Linked DNA regions of Sus scrofa: region 1 is linked to region 2. The links are chromatin contacts, called in public Hi-C maps. All regions are on one chromosome and are shown on one strand. The core of a region is the stretch at or near the end of the contact, and the rest is flanking DNA. Distances in the headings are between cores, read along the strand shown.

Region 1 (2,816 bases), core at 78-2,577, 34 kb after region 2:
GTTAGCTCTGCTATCCCCTTCTAGAAGGCCACCCTGGAGATTGGGTAGTCTGCCCCTTAGCTCTTATCCGCAAACTGTGAGTTGTTTAGGGTAACACAAGTGGTTAATGGAGGGAGCTAGACCTAAAACCCAGAACTCCAGTCAAATGCTCTTTTCACGCACCTGCACCACCACATGAGCACTTGCTCGGAATGAAGTAAGCTGCAGTAACTCCCATGCCTTCAGGCAGGAATCCTCCTGCAGGGTTAGTGGAATCAGGGCATATGGGGAAGCCTAACTGCGCAGTGAGCTGAGCTGCAGAGGTCTGACCATGCATCTGAATGAATCTGCCTAGGCAGATTCTCATCCAAAGATTTCTGGAGAGAAGGTACTGGAGTATTTTAAGCATGGGAGTGAATGGAACACATGAAATTTTCAAAGCTCACAGTGTAGAATTAACTGGAGACTGGATTAAATACAGAGTGACAATTTAAGAGATGTTTATGCTCTTTCAGATGAGAGATGGTGGCAGCTAGGCTCATGTTGTTGAAACACTTAAGAGAAACAAGTGGACTGGAGACCTATTTAGGAAGTAAAATCATGATTTAGCTGTAGACTGCCTATGGGGTATGAATCCTGGCTGGGGTGTGACGTTGACTAAGAAGACTTAATTTGTTTCCTCATGGATAAAATGAAGATAAAACCCATTTTAAGGGATTTGGTAAAAAAAAAAAACCCGAAAATCGCTAGACCCACATTAAATATCAACAAATGCTTTTATTACTATGTATGAAAAATTTTTTTATTTTGAGACCTTTAAATACAGAATGGGTAGGACCCAAAGTGACTTGTCAACATTGTTAGATTTATTTCTCGTTAAGTTCATGTTAGTCTCGTGCTCCACAAGCTCGGCCTCTCACTCGGTGGGAACAGGGGTCAGAGAACTGTGAGAAATGAATCTCGGCGCACTAACATGTGGTGGAGGGCACTCCAAACTCGGGAGGGGTCCACCTATGGCCACATCCTGACCGTTTCATCTTCTGGGCTCGCAGACCCGTCATCCCTATATGGGTGTTCCTAGGAGACCGTGTTAAAAAGAAGCAAGCGACTGAAGGGCGAGGGCGTGAGCGAAGCCAGGTGGGGGCGGGGCGGGAAGGCAGGAGGCGCTGGCTCCTGGACCGGGGCTGGTGGCTGTGCCACCGCCTCCTCCGCGGTCCCCGCCCCTCTTTCCGGGGCTGCCGCGTGTGACGTCACGAGGAGGCGGGACTGGCCGCGGGGTAGGCGGGGGCGAGCCGCGGGGCGGGGCGGGAGGCGGGTGCGTCGCCTTGCGCAGGCCGCGGCGGCCGCGGAGTAGCGAGCTGCGGCGGACTACCCCGGCCCGTGTCCCAGATCTGATAACGCGCCCCGCGCCCCCTTCTCAGCCCCCGGCGCGTGCACGCCGGGGCCCTGCGGGGCTGGCCACTTAGGGAGCGGGCGGCCGGACCCCGACCGGCGCAGCGACCCGGAGCTCTCCCAGCCCAGGCGCACACGGAAGTGGTGAGTGTCACTGAGTGGAGGTGGAGGAGCCTGCGGCGGCCGCGGGCGACAAGAAGAGGGGCGCGGAGCCCGGCGCTTGCGGGAGACGCGGCCGCGGCTGTCGGGCCTCGCGCGCCGCTCACCCCGGGTCGCTCTGTGAGCGCGGCGCCGGAGCCGGGGGCCGGGCCCGGCCCGGCAGGGGTGGGGGCGAGCGGGGGCGGGCGGGGAAGGCGGGGGATTTCCAGCCAAATGGAGCCGTCCGGCGGCGGGGAGGTTAGGGGCCAGGACTACCAGGCCCTAAGGGGAAAGGTTAAGGTTTGCCGCCCCCTCCTCCAGAGCGCACGCCAAGTTTTCATAAACAAGCCTGAAACGCGCTGACATCCTGTTTATACCACCCTGAGATACAGGCGCTGGCTTGAGGTTTGACGTCCCTCGCTGTTGCGCGGTGAACTTGACCGCCAGCCCTTTGGCAGAATTGCCGGGGAGCGGGGGGCGGGGGTGCCGGGAGGAGGATTTTTCAGGCCTCTGGACCGAGGCTCGGGGTCTTAGGCATTTGGCTTCCTTGCCATCTAGGCGAGGGAAAGTTTCTGGGATTTGGGGCCCTATTTGGGGCAGGGGGCGTGTAAGGGACTCAGGAAACGCCCCCTCCCCTTGTCGGTTCCGTTGGGACTCTGGCCCTAGGCATCCAGCGAAAAGTGCGAAAGTCGCACCCTGGGTGTCGCCAGGGAAGAGGAACAGAGCCACTCGGGGAATTGTGAATCCGACTGTAAAGGGACTGGTTAGCCCGAACTGGGGCTGATCTCTGGTTCCTTGGCGAACTCCTCAGACCCCATCCGCGTGCGGTCGCCAAGCATGAAAGGGAGATGTCGCTTTTGCAGGATTAATAAACACCCCTCTCAAGTCACTCCTCTAGGTTCCAGGGATGTGGGCTCCTTAGATGTGTGTTTCCCCTAAAGGAACTTCTTTAAGGGACTAAATAAAGGCTATGATTATTGCCAGGTGTTGGTGCCCATTTTTTTTTTTTTTGGTATAATTGTATATTCTCTGAATTCCTGTGTGCCGTGGGGAAAAGGATCCCGTCCTCCGTACCACTTCTCTTTGTACCTGGTTCTGAGCTGTCTTCTGCCTGGTTGGAGATATATATATATATATATATTTTTTTAAAGAGTCCAGGGTTTTTCTCTCAGTGACAGGAATTTACAGCTGTATAAAATTGTCGTTTTTTTTTGGAGGAGGAAAGCATTAAAAGTCTGGCATTGTTAAGGCATGATTATAATGCAGAAACAATTAGCCGTGGTCATGGAATGTTGGCTTTTTTAAAT
Region 2 (2,763 bases), core at 165-2,664:
AATGAGGCACAAATCTATTCCAAGCCCGAGTAAAGCAAATGACCCATCGCAGAGCAACACTGATGGTCACTCAGGGGTCTAGCAATTCCTGTGCAAAATATCAAAACACTGTACTTAGAATACTCAGGGCAGTGAGAACCTGGTATCTTCCACACCATCTTGAAAAAGCACTGTTTTGTTTACTTGTTTGTTTGTTGACATAGTTTGTGTGATTAAGAAGTGCTACTATCTTATGGGAATAAGACAAAAACCCCTCTCAAATTATCTTGCTTTGGAATTGCCAAATTTAACCTATTGCATGTGTGTATTCAATTTGGAGATTGTTGTTTTATTTGTTTTAGGTGGGTAGTAAGAGGGTGTGGAGTAAGGCTTTGCAGGGATTACTGCAGAAGGCATTATATTTTCATAAAGAGGGAAAAATACACCCATCTCATAATTACAAGTATTTGGAGTTGAAACATTGAGACAGTTTGTATTCTTGCCTTCCATATTTCCTCATTTGCAAAATGTTTCACAATCATTTAAATCCTTCCTCCAAATATTTATTCATTCTCTTATTTATTCAGGACGTACCACGCCCCATCAGGGCTAGTAACACTGTGATTCTTGGAAAGCTGGTCTCCGACGCTTTTAAGCATCACTACCCTCCCGGCTTTAAAACTAACTCCTGAAACCCCCCCCCCCCCCAGAGAGATCGAAACACGTTTCCTGTGTGAAAATATACACGGGGAAAAGAAACGTGTCAGTTGTATTCACCCGGAACCAGCCTAGAGCGGGCACGCCAGCGGGTTAGTGAGGTTTTCTTTGTAAAGGGCAACCTCTGCATTTTAAAGGGCGCAACCCGGTCACCCCAAAAAATGCAATTGAAAGGGCGCCTGAGGTCAGGACCGGACACTCGGCCACTCCTTTTTCGGCCGGGGAAACCTGGGAAACATTTTTTGGGCTCCGTCCGAGTCACGAGGCAGTTCCACGGCAGGAATTGTGCAATGGGGAGAGTCGGGCGGGCGTCCGGGCTTGGAAAAACGTGGGGAAGGCTTCCACGGTGCCAACTCCCCCGCCGGGAGCTGCGAGGCACTAAGGCGCGGCCAGGACAGCGGGGCTCTGGGAGGCCCCAAATCCGGGCCAAGAGCGCCTCGCCTCGCTGTAGGGGTCGGGGATGGAGAATCGGGGGGACGCCGTCCCCCGTCTCGGGCAGAGTACGCCGCCGCGCGCGGCCCTGGACTCTGCGAGTGCCCGGAGCGCTAGAGGGAACGGCGGCCGCGGGCGACGCGAGGGAACGCAGCCTCGCCACATCGATCGCGGCTGGGAACTCCGGGCTCGCACTTTCGGTAAGAGCACCGGGGCTTCCAGCAGCGCCGCGTCCCCGCCCCCGCCGGCCCGGCTGCCCTTTCGGATGGTGACGCAGTCGGCGGGGTACGCAGAAGTCTACGCGGAAACCCGGAACCTCCCCGGCCGCGGGCGCCGCCTTCCCGCCCCCGCGCAGCCCCAGCCCAGCGGTGCTCCTTCGCGCCCCACGCCGAGTGTCACGCACCGAGCGAGGCCTTGAGATGCGCTGCAAGGGTTAAACATCCGAGCAGTCCCTGGATGCGGACTCGGTGATAAACATTCAGACACATTGGTTTACTCATATCACTACGCGTGGGACTTACGCACTATTATTAGCTTCACTTAGAGTTGGGGAAACAGGCTAGAAGAAAATTGTTACTTAGTTTTTTTTTTTTAATTGGAATATAGTTGACTTAAGTTTCTTCTTGAAATCAAGGCAGAGCTGCGAATCAAATCCAGGGTAATCTTGACTCAGCTCTATCATAATTCTCTTAGATCAGCCACTACATGGCTTTCATTCCCGTGAGCAAGTAACAGGTGCGCAGGTAAAGTGAGAAATGGAGCCCCTCTTCCCCGGGCAACAGGGGCAGTTTGCTTCTGGTTGGTGCTCACACACATGTCCAGATGTGCTGGAAAAATAAAAACTTTACATGTGTATGTGTGTGTATGTACACACACACACACACACACACCATGAAGTGGCAAAGGTTGGAACGATTTCTCAGCCCTTGTGCCTCCACTTTCAAGCTATGTATTCGGATCAGGGACACTTATCATACGGGATTACTGGAAGATTAAATAAAACAGTATTTACATGGGTGTTAGCAGCTGGAGGACCTCAACACCTGTTCATTCTCTCCCTGTGAATTCTCTCTTATTTTTACAGCGTTCCTGGGAACATCGGGGCATTCACCCTCTTCAACACCAACACTGGAGAGGGGGTGTGCAGTCTTTCAAGGTCAACACCTTTTCTGACAGATGATAGATTGAATCCATTCAATGGAAGATCACTTTCCCCATCACCATCACCAAGCTAGGGGCTCTGTCTCTTGGCTACTGCAAGGGCTCTTTCCATCACACACACACACACCCACACACCCACACCTTTTTCCTCCAGAAGCTTTGGAACAGCTCTGAGGCCAAAGCGTGACTTCCTCGGTGACCTGATGGTGATGAGGTGGGCAGGGACCTCCAGGAAGCGGGAAGGCTAGAGGAGGAAGTAGTCAGGGAGCTTGCAGCCTGCCATCCCCCCCCCCCCCGCCTCCCCCAGAGAGGGGGAACCCTCCCAGCTGCACCTGGGCCTCTTTGCTGGCCAGGGCTGGGCCCTTTTTGGTAACTCGGGAAGCAGCTGCAGCCTAGTAAAAGAGAACAGTTCCTGTGTGCGGGTGGGTGGGTGTGCGCGTGCGCGCTGGAAGGGGGGCGTTTCTGGTTGTGGAA

What was found. Hi-C and Micro-C count contacts between places; a contact is called where the count stands out from the background.
Region 1: a contact with region 2 is called in a Hi-C map of skeletal muscle, with 2.8 times the contacts expected there. The contact joins the promoter of JAK1 here to the enhancer-like site in region 2. A contact is called at or near these places in 1 of 5 promoter capture datasets (liver), 13 of 47 Hi-C or Micro-C datasets (adipocytes, blood, embryonic fibroblasts and 5 more) and 2 of 2 datasets of contacts at active chromatin or transcription factors (alveolar macrophages and skeletal muscle).

The regions. Positions count from the first base shown.
Region 1 is chr6:147,427,749-147,430,564 of Sscrofa11.1, forward strand. It overlaps JAK1 (Janus kinase 1), which reads left to right and starts at 1,328. Exons shown (of 25, transcript NM_214114.1): 1 at 1,328-1,515.
Region 2 is chr6:147,393,662-147,396,424 of Sscrofa11.1, forward strand. It overlaps a transcript of JAK1 not described here. Among named protein-coding and RNA genes, the nearest start is that of JAK1, 34 kb to the right of the region's middle. Within about 2 kb of position 1,415, at least 70 of the 83 cell types and tissues checked have an H3K27ac peak or open chromatin away from gene starts, as enhancers often do. A contact at or near this core is called in alveolar macrophages, embryonic fibroblasts, liver and 3 more, where this site is marked.